Linked DNA regions of Mus musculus: regions 1 and 3 are each linked to region 2. The links are chromatin contacts, called in public Hi-C maps. All regions are on one chromosome and are shown on one strand. Each heading gives the region's core, a stretch centred on a gene start, on an enhancer-like site or on the middle of the called end of the contact. The rest is flanking DNA. Distances are from core to core; before and after follow the strand shown.

Region 1 (2,732 bases), core at 137-2,636, 940 kb before region 2:
AAGTTGTTATATAATTGAAACTTTCAGGTTTACCCATTTTATGGATATGAATTTCTTTTTTAGGTTTTCCAACTGCCTCTTAGGAATTGTCAACATATATTATGGAGACAGTGGAAGCCACAGAGTGCAGAGTTCTCAGATTAAGTTACTTGAGAGATCTCTAGAGTGGGGTATAAAGTATGTTTTCTGAAAGTTGGTGTTTATTTGAACTGTGCTCACATCCTTAGGGATATCCCATGCAGACAATGTGTATAAAGGAATTCATCAGAGAGGTACTGTGAGGGCAAATGAATAGTCAGAGTCAAAGAATGTCAACTCACACCCCTCACGGAAGCCTCTTAGCTGCTACATAAAGAGAAGGCATTTTTTACCCTCCTTGATGGTATGACTTTCATGTTTAATATGCCCATTAGTTACTTTCTCAGCACTGTAAATAAATATCTGACAAAATTCAATGTTGGAGAGGTGAGATACATTTCAGCTCATGGTTTAAGAGAATACCACCTTTCATGGTGATGGGTCTCCCCACCTGGAAGTGATGGGCTGCTGTGTAACAACTCAGTAAAGCAGAAAGAAACCAACTAGAAATAGAGCTTATCTATAACCATTAAAGTATACCAACTCAGTTTCCAACTGACCCAGTTCCTCTAGATAGGAGAAACGAAAAGTTTCCTATTCCCTAGAAGTTCCCCAACCCCCCAAATGAGTACCACCAGCTGAGGGCCCAGTGTTCAAACACAGGAGCCTGTGGGGAAATTGTATAACCAGACCACAACATTCTCTAAATGCACACCTGTCTGCAATTTATTGATCTCAGCTACACAGATAAACTCCTAGTCAGCTGCTTAGGTAATTTTTGTTTAATTTCGTAATCCATTTCCCTCTCAATAACCATTTGGCAAAGTAGGTCATGAATAAAATGAGGCATACAGGTTAATCTTTATGATGTCATGCCCCCACAGAAATCAGCTCTTACATGTAAATTCCACCTCCATATCATCCTCCCATCCTATATGCAATTAAGTTCCCCTCTCAAAGATACTGAATAGCACATGATTTAAGGTGAGGCCTGCGTGCAGCCTTGCAGGCAGAGCAATATGCAAACTCTGCTCCCAGATCAGCCAAATCAATTCCAGAAAGCTCCTGTGGAAGTTTACATTCCTTTTAATCCTTCTTGTTGATGCCTTTCCCATATCAACAGTATCTCTGTGTGTGCTGCTACATACGAGAGAGAGTAAGCTTTAAACTCTAACAAAAGCACACTGGAAACACTGCAGACTCCTTGCTGTGGCCTCTTATTACATCACATTTTCTAGGTGAAAGCTTCCTTGTTCCTAGGCACATCTGGCTGAGTCAGCATCGGAGGCTCTGCACACAAATGCCTCTGCTTAACGTGGAAATACTTATATGGGCATAAGCTGCATTTGTGTGGAATTATAGGAAGGTAAAGCTGTGGGGAAGGATGTTACTCTGTTTTTCATTTCCACTCAAAAACCACATTTTCACTTACTTACCAGAACAGAGCTAGTGAACATGCAGTTTACTCTTGGCAGAGAAACAACTCCTGCAAACCCACAGCCCGTGGGATTCCTACAGATCACATCAAACAGAACAAGTAGAGCAAGAATCCAGGGTGAAATTGAATGTATCTTGGGAAGGAAAATCCCTAACCAAGATCAGAGGTTTCATGAAATTTTTACATAATGCAAACATTGCTAGTCTCAGGAAGTTTAATGGAATGTGAACAAACTTTGGGGGGGGGGGGGGACTCCAGGCTCAGCTTAGCCAGTAAAAGCTCAGTTTGAGGCTCCAAAGCAGGCAGCTTGTTATTTCATTCTGTTTTAAATCAAAGATCAGAAGCAAAAGAACGGTGTAAGGTAGAGACAAGTCTCATTAGCCAATAGTAAACAGAGAGGCAGTCTTAGAACCGAGTCCACTGTAGTCCCGCAGTGAGAAACTCACTGCCAGGAGGGCTAAGTGCAGGTACTATAAAAAGTAGATCAAGGAGGACAGCCTGGTGCTCAAGGTCATGCCCCCATGAATTGTCCTGCTATACAGTGACTATTTTCTATTGGCTATGGGTTATTTCAGAAACTCACATGATTTGACCAAAGGGGTCAGCTTCAATCCTCTGAACCCCATATCTTCAGATCCTACTGCCCCATGTCTAAAATTCCTGCAGCACATTCAAGCCTGAAGTCAACCACAAAAAATAAAGTGAGATCAACCTGCCTCAAAAAAGATATTACGTGAAGTCCACGTCAACTTCAGTTTATCAGATGAAAAGCTTTTATAATGGTGCATACAATTGGGTACCCTGACATTAAGCAATGGTTAGAGGAAGGGTGAAGGGTCACAGAGGGAGGAAGCCAGAGTTTTGAGTAGTTTCTGAAAACACATCTCCGCCAAAATATATGAGCAAGGGCTTAGGACTTTTATTAACATCCATATAGTGAACACCTAGTAAGGACTTCCCGTCATAGCACTAGGCTTCCATCAGAAAGACAAGTAGGGTGCTATCCTTGATGTCATAAGGGAGACCCACCATCAAGTAGCCTCTTTCCAGGGAGGGGTAGGGCATCTGTAAGATGTGCCTCCTTTTAGGAGTGGATGGTAATTCCAGATTATAGTAAAACATATCTTACCAAATTCCCACATATCAGTTGATGCTCTGTATCCAATACCTTTGTCATACTTCAAGATCTTCAGTTTCCCTTCAGTGAACAATTACA
Region 2 (2,848 bases), core at 42-2,541:
ATACTGAAGACTAAACCATTCAAACTCCCTAAACAATAGATTCCATCAGTGCTCCTCCCTGGGCAGAAACTGCTACAGTCAAACAAAACAGGAGAAACCAGGGATGACCCCAGAGCATCTTCAAAGCCCAGCAAAACTTCCCCGCGGTTTTTGAGTCAAACTTGATAGTCCATGGAATAGCTCACCTGCCGCCAGAGACTTGTTTACTGCACTCTGATATGATCAAACAAATGCTCAGAAACTGGGGTAGATCCACACTTAGAGAAACAAACCTGTAGTGAAACTCAGCTGCAGAACCCGGATGAGAATTAATTGTCTCAAAAACCCTCAGCCCGTGGCTCCACCAGCCCAACAAGGCTGTGTCTTTATTAGTAATCAGAAGGAATTTGGTACATTGAACACTTTATCACAAGCCATGCTCACGGGTGAATTCTAATTAAAGCAGTTTTATGGCTTAAGAGACAGCCCAAACTTAAAAACATTTTTAAGAAAGGGAAGCTGCTACAAAGCCAGAAGACTGTGAGCTGATCTGTTTGTTTAACCCAGGTGGGCTCTAGAGTCAGTTACGTTCTCTTGTTTATAATTATTTGGGGGTTTGGAGGAGCCTCGAGTGGCTTTTTCCTCTCTCCTTTAAATTAAAGAGCAGCGTGCAGGCTGCTCCATTCGGTTCTGCTTGGGTAAGCCTCTACAGTGAATTGGGGTGTCCCATCACTTCCTGGAGGAACAGTTGGCTGCTGAGAGCAGGTTTATTTAAAGCAAGAAATTTCTTTAAATAAGTCTTTGGTCACGCTGTGGAGGGGGTTGCAAATGCAGCCTGACTGAGACTACCCATGCATGGGGGAGCCTGTAAAGGAATCTCTGCTTGTCTAACCATGTAAGTCCTAAGGAAGGCTTTATTTTAAATTCGAGACTTTATGTTCATTTTATTATACACAGTCTTAATTTGCGCCTCAAAAGAGGGGGCTCCAGGGCGGACATAAAATTAACTTCTCTTTCAGTGTGCTAACCTTTTGGTTTTAATTTATTCACTTGTCAATCTTATGAATGCCTGGTGAACTCAGGCTATTGATTTCCGTGGCCAATGCTATTTTTCCTGTTTATTATAATATATTGTCCCATTGTTACCAGCGCTTGCACTCAGCTAGATTTCCCACACAGTGGACAGGAAACCGTTCCATGGCATCAGACTTCCTTAGATTGATTTTCCAGAGGCTGGGAGGGACCTGCCCACTCCTAGCTCTTTGTGCTGGGACAGCCCAAGGGCCCCAGCAGGCCTCCTTGGACACTTCCTCCCAGGCCCCAGAGTGGGGGTGGCCTGTCGCCCCTCCCGAGACAGTCCCCGCAGCCCTGGGAAACGCTCCTTATCAGTGCCAAGGTTATGTCATTTCTTTTTACATACGATGTTTATTGTTTTTAGAGCCAGCACTGTGGGAATGTTCTTTTCAAGCGCGACAATAGGGCAGCCACAGAGGCAAACTGGTGAATCCCCAGCCCGGAGTTGCGGGCCGTCCATGCAGCTGGGTAGGGTGGCTCTGCGCAGGCTCCTGATTAATTGATTCAAAGATTTAGCACCAGTCTTTAACCGGGATCTTGCCTGTGGGTTGCTTAAAACACCAAGAACGCTTTTAAGGTGGTCCAGGAAATGAATCTGTTCCTTGCTCCGCCTCCCTTCCCCCACTCTAACTCCTTCCGCTCTGCCCTCCTCTCCCTCCTCCACATCTTCTCTCCTCAGTTCCCGGCTTTCCCTCTCTTCCTCTCTCCCTCCCTCCTCTCAACACTGCTGTTACTATTTTTTTTTCCTAAATACCCCCAAGCTTTGAAGGCAAGCATCAGCACGCAACCCATGATTTGGGATTTAAGAGACACCTGCCCTACATATAGGCTCCCAGTTTGAAATAATTTGAAACTCAACAAATTGCCTGAGACAACACATGTGGGGTTTTCATATTTTAGAAAAGTAGGTCGCTACAATTATTGACTTGCTCGAGTATGCACTATCAAACTAAAAATCATTATAATTTTTCTTATCATAAATTTGCTTTCTTAGGAATAGTTTACTGTGAAAATTTACCCATACCATGTAGTAGATAATATTATTTTTAAAAACTGGGTGCTATGCTTTGGAAGGAGTTATTAATTTACAGCCTGAAATCACGTATCCCCCACCCCCACCCCCCTAGGAATTCATTATCAATTAGAGAATCTCCTCCAGGAGGCGGGCAGATGAAAGAGTTCCAACCACAGGCTCAGTCCACCGAGGCGCTGGTGTGTGAAAGGCACTTTGGAGTCTCCTGGTTCCTCTGATTGAAGTGCAGGGGTTTGCGGGGATGGGAGGAAGAGAGAGCATTTGTTCTAAGGACTCCATCAAGGAGAACCCAGCTTGGGCATCTGAGAATACATCCTGAGGCCAGGGACGTAGCTTCTGCTGAAGGTTGCAGTTGCCCAGCAAGAATCCTTGCTATTGACAGAGACCCAGGGAGATTCAGGTTCAGATCAGTTGAAAATATAGATCCCACTTGTTTACCTCCGCAGGGGTGGCACTCACGGGGGTGGGGGGGCACTCACAACTTTTGCTGAGTTTCTGTGAACCATCTTGGAGGTTTAAACTGTCTAGAACCGGTGGGATCTCAGACAGGCTTTCAGATCTGTATACATTAGAGAACCTTGAGTTGCTCTTTGACTCGCTTGGAAACGGGTGGTATTTGAGACCCACTTTTGTCTTGGGAAGAAGCCACCAAATAGATGGTTTCCCTCTTAGGGGAGCAGGCATTTCCTTCTTAGTGAATACATACGGTGGATTCAGTTTGACTTGACCAGGTTCTAGGGGATGTGCAGGTAAGTTCTGCTT
Region 3 (2,700 bases), core at 191-2,690, 670 kb before region 2:
GAGTGACCTAATAAGCTGCAGCAGAAGCAACAGTGGACTTGTTGAAAGAACAGCGAAAGGGACAAAGGGGAAGTAGTGGTGTTGGGGAAGTAGAAGGAGGCCCAGGTGAATGCCTGGGGCTTGCTGGACAGACAGTCTAGCCTACTCAGGGAGTTCCTGGCTAGTGAAAGACACTGCCTCAAAACAAAACAAAACATAGCTGACTGGAACCTGAGGAAAGACATTCAATGTTTTACTTTGTCCTCTACAAAACAAAAAAAAAAACAAAAAACAAAACAAAACAAAACAAAAACTATACTCACATATGTACTCCAAACTACATGAGTATATGTGCATCTTAAGAATAAGGGAAATGCTAATAATAACATATCAGGCAGGGGGAGGGGCCTGGTGTCTGTGTGATGGCCATTGGCACTTTCCTCTCTTAGACTCAGGTCTCTGCTCAAAGGTGTCTCCTCAAAGAGCCATGCCCCTGCCACCCACTGTCACCCCCCTCCTGATCCTCCATTGTTTCCACCTATAACTGCCCTCTGTTCCTCCAAGCCTGCATGTTCTACCTCCCGATGGATACAGTCTTAAAGGATCTTACAGTGTTTCCAGCCATTTGTTTCAGATCCTTCCCAAAGAAATGCACTTCTGCAAGAAACAGTGTCTCACTTTCCTTGTTCCTCTCAGAAGCCTACTGCCCAGCAAATACTAGAATAAACAGAGAGAGAAATCAGCCAATCTCCATCCTGGTCTGGTTTTCATAGGCAATCTGTTTACTGCTGAAAACTACAGCAAGCATGTTTCCAGTGTAACAAGAGTGCTCTAACATTAGCATCTATCTGGGCTGTGCCCTGTGAGTCTGCCATACCAGACCCAAGCATCCTGCATGTTTTGATATTATGCTTTAGGTTTAAAAGCCTACAGGGTGGGAACCACAACCTTCCATATGAAGGCTCTCTGTTAAATACATTGTAATTAAGAAATTTCACTAATGAGCATTCTGACCTGGATACCCTGAAGCCAATGGTTTATTCTTAAAACTCAATATTATTTTATAAGAATTTTGTTTATTTTTCTACAGACTTAAAAAGTCTAATAAGGTAAATTCACTGAGTAGATAGAAAATCAGAAGATTCAAATTCAAGTTCTCCCTCTATTATCTTCCATCTAATGCTGTGTGAGTAGGTGTCTCTCTGTGTCAGTTTCCTGGTGGCAAAATTAAGGTAATAACTTCCAACCCGACCTGAGCAGATTGGGGGCGGGGAATCACCTTTTTAATTAGTGTAAAACACCCTGCTATTCTGAAAAAGTGTGACACTCACTCACAGAGGCTAGTGCTCCAACTCAGCTTCCAGGAAATGCTTCCAGGGAACAACTGTTAGACACACAGCTGTTCAGAGAAAATGCAAGCCAGAGAAACGCGTGTGATTAATGGGGCTGAGCAGAGTCTGTGATAACAGTACACTCATTGGACTTGGCTGGGATTGTCCTTCTAGAGAAGTTAAGTATTTTATAAATACTATCTCTTTCATCCTTTTAAACTTCCTGTGATGTGGCATTTATTACATGCAGCTTCCAGATGGACAGCCAACCACAGAGAAATGTATGGCTGTTCCAAGGGCCCAGGAGGGTCTGTATGCTCAGAAAAAGGAGGAGGGGGGATGGCTTTGATTGATGGAGTCAGTCATTCATCTGCTCGTTCACTCATTCACTCAACAGGAAATGTTGAAACTCCATTATGTGTCAGACGCTGACCTCGGGACTCAGGGAGGAGACTGGGATAAGGAAAGCATGTTAACTTGTGTTGAGCTGAAGGGCCCAGTAAAGGGGAACACAAAACAAGAGATAAAAGGCACTCACATGAAGCATTGCAAATTGTGACACATAGTAACAACATCGTAGGGTCTCAAAATGATTCTAGTGCTATGTTTGTGTTATAAGGATATAAATAAGCTTTTAATGGCATGAAAAGATGTGTACTGAGTTAAAGAAATGTAGAGGGGGCAGCTTGTTATGTGGCATAGTAGTTTATGCAAATCAGAAAATAAAGAACTGTACTGTTAGTATAACAGGTGCCCAAACTATGGGCCATTTCCATCCCTTTCTCCATATCTAAATGTGTGTATGTGTGTGAGCACATGTATCAAACCGCATGAGTGGAGGTCAGAGGACACCTTGCAGGAGCCTTTCTTTTCATCGTGCGGGTTCTGGGAATAGAACTTGGGCTGCCAGTTGTGGCAGCAAGCACCTTTTCACCCACCGGCTCTACTCTCTTCTTTCTTTATAGCTATTTTTTTTAAGTAAGCGTGAGTTGGTAGTGGAAAAAATAAACCTCAAAAAACCACTTTAAATACACCCTACAATGCCAAATGCAAAGCCTATGGACAGACTCTGGATAGAATTCTGTGTAGCAACCATGTATCCACATGTGGCTCTAAGAAGGACCCCACAAATGCTCACAGTCATCTATTGGATGGAACACAGAGCCCACAATGGAGGAGCTAGAGAAAGCACCCAAGGAGCTGAAGGGATCTGCAACCCTATAGGTAGAACAACAATATGAACTAACCAGTACCCCCAGAGCTCGTGTCTCTAGCTGCATATGTAGCAGAAGATGGCCTAGTCGGCCATCACTGGGAAGAGAGGCCCCTTGGTCTTGCAAACTTTATATGCTCCAGTACAGGGGAACACCAGGGCCAAGAAGTGGGAGTG

The links. A called contact is a pair of places that touch in the nucleus more often than the background predicts.
Region 1: a contact with region 2 is called in a Hi-C map of uterus, with 5 times the contacts expected there. The contact joins two enhancer-like sites. A contact is called at or near these places in 2 of 484 Hi-C or Micro-C datasets (embryonic fibroblasts and uterus), 2 of 115 datasets of contacts at active chromatin or transcription factors (embryonic stem cells and large pre-B cells) and 1 of 9 other capture datasets (embryonic stem cells).
Region 3: a Hi-C map of uterus shows a contact between it and region 2, with 5 times the contacts expected there. The contact joins two enhancer-like sites. A contact is called at or near these places in 3 of 484 Hi-C or Micro-C datasets (cerebral cortex, nephron progenitors and uterus), 2 of 115 datasets of contacts at active chromatin or transcription factors (embryonic stem cells and heart atrium) and 1 of 9 other capture datasets (embryonic stem cells).

The regions. Positions count from the first base shown.
Region 1 is chr8:8,049,950-8,052,681 of GRCm38.p6, forward strand. No RefSeq gene overlaps it. Among named protein-coding and RNA genes, the nearest start is that of Gm31401, 31 kb to the right of the region's middle. Within about 2 kb of position 1,387, at least 38 of the 459 cell types and tissues checked have an H3K27ac peak or open chromatin away from gene starts, as enhancers often do. A contact at or near this core is called in uterus, where this site is marked.
Region 2 is chr8:8,993,435-8,996,282 of GRCm38.p6, forward strand. No RefSeq gene overlaps it. Among named protein-coding and RNA genes, the nearest start is that of 4933430N04Rik, 140 kb to the right of the region's middle. Within about 2 kb of position 1,292, at least 105 of the 459 cell types and tissues checked have an H3K27ac peak or open chromatin away from gene starts, as enhancers often do. A contact at or near this core is called in uterus, where this site is marked.
Region 3 is chr8:8,326,806-8,329,505 of GRCm38.p6, forward strand. No RefSeq gene overlaps it. Among named protein-coding and RNA genes, the nearest start is that of Gm31135, 160 kb to the right of the region's middle. Within about 2 kb of position 1,441, at least 24 of the 459 cell types and tissues checked have an H3K27ac peak or open chromatin away from gene starts, as enhancers often do. A contact at or near this core is called in uterus, where this site is marked.